2 separate regions of the Anas platyrhynchos genome follow, and region 2 is linked to region 1. Evidence: chromatin contacts called from public Hi-C data. All regions are on one chromosome and are shown on one strand. Each heading gives the region's core, a stretch centred on a gene start, on an enhancer-like site or on the middle of the called end of the contact. The rest is flanking DNA. Distances are from core to core; before and after follow the strand shown. Region 1 holds the start of DONSON (DNA replication fork stabilization factor DONSON). Region 2 overlaps ITSN1 (intersectin 1).

Region 1 (2,700 bases), core at 51-2,550:
TCTGTAGATACGCTGCTACCTTGACAGACCTCTTAGATACGCATTTTAGAAGACATAATGGAGAAATTATCAAGTAGTGTTTTCAGGTGAGATGATTATTTTTCTTTATTCAGCCTTTGGAGTAATCTCTTGCCAGTGCTGTACTGTAAATGTATATTGGGATGCTGAGGAAAAGATGTCTCAAATAGCTTACATGGTTCTGTTTATGGTCTGTCTGCAATATAGCAGGCTAAGCATAAGGAAATTGGGTAAAACCCCAGATTCTGCTGATGCCAATTTAACAGAGGCAGCACATTCTTTTCTTGGTGGAGGAAGAGCATATATCTGTCTGCTCAGCAGTGTGTCTGAGAAATGGTGCTGTGTGTAAGACAATAGATTTGTCTAATATTCTTTTGTAAGAGTGACTGCTTCACTAGATAGGAAGATAACCATAATGAGGTGGGAATGGAAGATCCTTTTATTAATGCTCAACAGTATTACTGTTGAGCAAAAGCCTCTCCACCACCACCTTTTCCCTGTAAGAAGGATATCTTTTAATTAAACTTCTCTTTCCTGTTTGCTCTAAGGCTCTTTCTTTCTTCTGCAAACTCAAGCAAAGCTATAAAACTTTATTGTGTTTAAGGAGTAAAGTTTGCATAGTGAAAGTAAAGTCTATAGCAGTAGTCCTAGAATGTTTCTGTTGACCTGAGCATGCCCATCAGATATATCTGACACACTGTTCCATTTTAGGCCTCAGCTGGATGAACCGATCCCATTGTATGAAGCCAAAGTTTCTATGGAAATAGTTCAGAAGAATCAAGCAAGAAAAAGACAAGTCATTCAGTTCTGACATGTAATTTCCCAATTTCTAAGCCTGTGGAAGATAAAGAAAAATGATATATTTAAGAAGAAATGAGTGTACACTTTCAAATAATTCTGTAACCAGAATTTAAAGATCTTTTGTACCTCGGCACAAATGGTCTGTGAAGTTCCTGAGACTTCAGAGGGTTTTTTTGGGATCCAGTTAAGCAAAATATTTCCATCAGCAACTTCTAGAGACAGTCTTGACATACAAATCTTGACTGCCCTGCTTGCTTTACAAATGTCAGTAACATCTATGTGCAACCTCATTTGTTGTTTTTCAGCCATAAGAAATTAAAGTGGAAAAAAATGCTGGTTTGGTTGTTTTAGTTCTCCCTTCTCCAGCCCCTACCAATAATTCCCTTCATGTTTCCATTTTCTTTTTGACTACTTTGAGACTGAGCTCTGTCTGTAGTACACTTAAGTCTTCAATCCACATTTAAAATCGTTCTATAATTGAAAGACAGGGTGGCCAAGCCATCAGGATTGGCAAAGATCCTAGAGGGGAGAGATGGTACTGACAGTGGGAGTTCCCCCCCTGCTGATTCTCTTCATTTTAGCAACCAGAGACTGTAAACCTGACTTATTAGCTTATGGACTGTAGGTACTATGATTGTGTGATTCAGTTGTTTGAGGCACTTTATGTGTCTTGCTATAATGTTCTTTGATATCTTTCCAGTAAGATGTTTGTGTTCTGTGCACTTTCACTTCTCCTTTTTAACCTCAGTCCTATGCATAGCATAGCTCAAATTTGTTTATCCAGCATCCTCTATTACCATGCATTTTCTGCAGATCAGTAGTAGAGAGGGAACTGCTGTTTTTCTTCAAGGCATGTGGTTTCCTACTTGCTCTTATTTGATAGCAAATTTTTTCAAGTGGACACCAGCACTTTGAACCAGTGTAAGAAGTTAGAATATTTGAGTGAAAATGGATCGTCTAGAACCATGATTCTAGAACCATCTTCTGTCAGTCACTGGATTCATAGGTTATTAATAAAATGATGCAAGGGAAGTCTATAAAAGCATGAATAAATCTTATTTTAACTACTGATGTGATGTAACGCAGCCTTGAAAATAAGTAGTGCTTTTACATGTGTGCACACATCTAAGTATGCAAGTCCTCTGCTAGTTTGAAATTTCTGAAGCTTCCTACCCAAGTGCTAATTTTTTCCTAATGTTCCTTTTAGCTTAAATGCTTTTAAGATGAAGTAAATCAGAGGATACCAAATAAGAGAAAAGAAATAAGGCTTAATAAAACAGGAATCAGTGACAAAACTCCAGAAGAAAGCTTGTTTTCTTAATAGCTTAGCTCTTGTTTTACTAGATCTTCTGTTAATAGGTATGTTGTTCCTGTCTGTAAATAAAAATGCTTTTTGGGCTCTGTATGCAATAGATCAAGGCTAGCTCTTGCTGTGGTTATCTTAGTCTTTCAGCTAGATCAGGTTATGAAGTAAATGTCTCTGTGCTTTGGCAGATTTTGTGGTGGTGGGTGCCTTGTAGCCCCTCTCTGAAGCAGAAAACTCCAGGGGTGAACCCTAGTTAGTGCTGATGGGCAAACCCAGCTCGCTGCCCCAAACAGACACAGCGTCTGCACCTACTTTCCCATATTACCCCATGGTGATCATATTTGCACGGGTGAGGTGGTTTTTTGCGTGTTTTGTTGTTGTTTCTTGTTTGTTTTTCCCAGGTGTGCAACATCTCTCTTGACTGCTGTCAGGTAGCAGTTTCCGCGATGCCTGACAAGAGACAACCCTACAGGATGTGTAACTCCTTGGCTTCTTTGAATATTTATTTATTTGTTTGTTTGTTTGTTTATTTATTTTAAACCATTTTTTTTCCCAGCGGGTGGGTCAGCGACCCT
Region 2 (2,700 bases), core at 20-2,519, 130 kb before region 1:
GTATTAACTTATCACAAAGCCAGATCAGACACAACATAAAAGGGAATGTAATTTCCCTTTCTATTCATTTAGAGAGGACAGATATGCTCTTGAATGAGGGATAAAAACAGTACCACTTCCTTAAGCCCAAAGCTACCCAGTTTTTAGCCTGGTTTCCTAAGGAAAAGGAGGTTTGTTGTTATCAAGCTGCCTTTGTCCTACCACTGTCATAACTCATCATATTGGTGGCCATTTTCAAACACATTCTACAAAAGAGGAGATATCTCAAAATTTCTAAGTCTCTATAAGTTCAATAAAAAACAGCAGCTCAGTAGGGAAAAAAAAAGGAAGTTTATTAATCCTCCTACTTATGAACATGAAGGTTTAACTCAATCCTTACTCATTTTGTCTGGCAATGGCCAGATGAGCAATCAGATGAGCATGCCTCCAAACCAACCACAGAATTTACTGTGCCTTGCTGAAGCAGTAGGGATGAGTGAGAAAGATGCAGGTAGGAAGACAGGATCCACCAGAGGCCACAGAGAATGAAGGGAGAAATAAGGGTACTTGCACTGTGTGGAGTTTCATGGTAGAGAGTTGGGGCTGCAGTAGTTGGAGACTTTGGAAGGAAGGGTGCAGGGTACACTGGACACAAATCCATAGGAAACCAGGCTTTGTTGGCGACGCTTCTCACAAAACAGCTCATTCAGATGTTATAAGCCTACAATAACTAAAGGAATACATCAGCTAACTCAGAATTAGGGAGGCAGAGACTGTTGTACTTTGCTTTCCAGTCACAGGTAATAGGACTGGAACTGGATATTGGGCTGTGACTGAGATAATAGGAAGTAAACGTATGGACTGTGGGTAGCCTTGACAAGCACTGCTCTTCAGGAGAAGTTGACCTTGCCTTCTGGAGTACGGGCACACCAAGAGCAAAGTACGTGCAAATACTCTTTTGGTGACTATTTTTGTAAGTGGCAAATATTTTCATGCAGCTAAAAGTAGAACAGGGGGGAGAAGACCATGATTTTTTAGTTGCTAAGTAAGGGGGGGGGGGGGAAAACTTACTTCAGTAGTTTTATATTGCACATAATCAGCTCCTTCCAATTAACAAAAATCATAGCAACTTCTTTTTCTGTTAGCAGCTCAGATTCCATTAGTGGTTTCTGGAATATCTATAGATTCAGAAAATTAAGCAATTTAGAAAGCATGTCTTAAGTACAATCGAAGTGACTAAGGCTGATGATGTCTAAGGCTTCCTTAGTCTGGAGACAAGACAACGTTACATCAGAGTAGCATGTGATACTCAGTGGAACAGACTTCAAGCGTGCACTGTGCCCTAAAGATCCACGGTGCTCCCTGACGATATCTTTGTAAGAAGCATATTTATTTAAAAGAGAATGATCTGAATTGGTGTTGGTGGTGTTCATTATGACCTGGATAACCTGTTTTAAGCTTGGGAATTTTAGTCAGATGTCTCCTGTAAAATATCCCAGAACTACTTTGATAATACAACTGAAAATACATGTGAATTTGGACTCCTTTATGGAAGTTGTGATTTACATAGTGTCTCAGGCTTGCATACCTTGACCTCTTTTTCAAAAAAGAGCCAGGTTTGTATACCTTGATCTCTTTTTCAAAAAAGAGCTTTCACTCTCTATGAAAAGAATTACCCACAGCAAAAGCCTATACAAATTCCTTTTTTTTTCACATGTGAGATGTATTTTGTAACATTTAAAGAGAAGCAGAGTAAATGATAACTGAGTGCCACTGTGAATGTGGAGACTGGTGCATAACACGCCTCAAGCTTTAGGAGCTTACACGTGAGAAACAAAACTTCAAAATCTGGAGTGAAAAGTGTTTACTGGAAAGATAATTTAAACATCAGTGTTTTGGTGATGGTAACGCAAGGGTTTACCACTAGTTACACACAGTCCATATATAGTTACACACACTCCCATATAGGCATATATGTATGTATGAAGATTTAATACAGATCATTCCTAGGAAGTCCAACAGACCAGTGATGTCAAATGACTTTGCACAGTGAAATTATCAATCCATTCAAAAACATGAGTGAATAAAACCTCCTCCTAAAAATGCTGCTCCTTCTTACCTCTGTGACCAACTGCAGATCATTTACATAGTTCTCTTCTGTGACAATGAGCTCATGGATGTACCCCTGCCTTTTCCTTTCAGTAGGTGTCAACATATCCAGAAGATGCAAGTCTGCACACCCTGGAAAACACAAAAGAATCCTAGATTTCACTTATGGTCACTTTCAAATTGATCCAGATTTGTAGTAGGTCAAATAATGCTTAATGAACAGTAACTACTGCCTCTCCATTTAAACATAACTCACATGTAATGGCACAATGCTTACAATACTTGATCCCTTAGTGACTCAAAACATTGTCTCTGACTTTTTTTTTTTTTAATCAAGGCCATTTCTAGGTGATAATTAGTTAATAAGGCAAGTGAATGGAGGTCTCATGGAGGTCTCGTTAGAATGAAAGCATGCAGTCCAGACACAACTAAAGCAGACTTCCCTGTGGCATTAACAGGATTTCTAAAAATGTCTCTTCTCTGGTGGCAAACCTTAAAGTCCTCCTCACCACTACCTGCCCATTTCCAACCTCTCTCCGAAGTTCACTGTCCCTTTAGGTGTGTCATTCAGCTGGAACCACACTGTAAAATAAATCTCCAAATGGATTACTG

Evidence for each region. Hi-C and Micro-C count contacts between places; a contact is called where the count stands out from the background.
Region 2: a contact with region 1 is called in a Hi-C map of skeletal muscle, with 4 times the contacts expected there. The contact joins the enhancer-like site here to the promoter of DONSON in region 1. A contact is called at or near these places in 4 of 8 Hi-C or Micro-C datasets (F1 follicle, liver, skeletal muscle and 1 more).

The regions. Positions count from the first base shown.
Region 1 is chr1:110,894,640-110,897,339 of IASCAAS_PekinDuck_T2T, reverse strand. It overlaps DONSON (DNA replication fork stabilization factor DONSON), which reads left to right and starts at 1,300. Exons shown (of 10, transcript XM_038166114.2): 1 at 1,300-2,700. It overlaps CRYZL1 (crystallin zeta like 1), which reads left to right. Exons shown (of 13, transcript XM_027449164.3): 12 at 41-86; 13 at 730-1,152. The coding sequence ends at 829.
Region 2 is chr1:111,027,775-111,030,474 of IASCAAS_PekinDuck_T2T, reverse strand. It overlaps ITSN1 (intersectin 1), which reads right to left. Exons shown (of 39, transcript XM_038166093.2): 28 at 2,099-2,220; 29 at 1,051-1,157. Among named protein-coding and RNA genes, the nearest start is that of ATP5PO, 21 kb to the left of the region's middle. Within about 2 kb of position 1,269, at least 2 of the 8 cell types and tissues checked have an H3K27ac peak or open chromatin away from gene starts, as enhancers often do.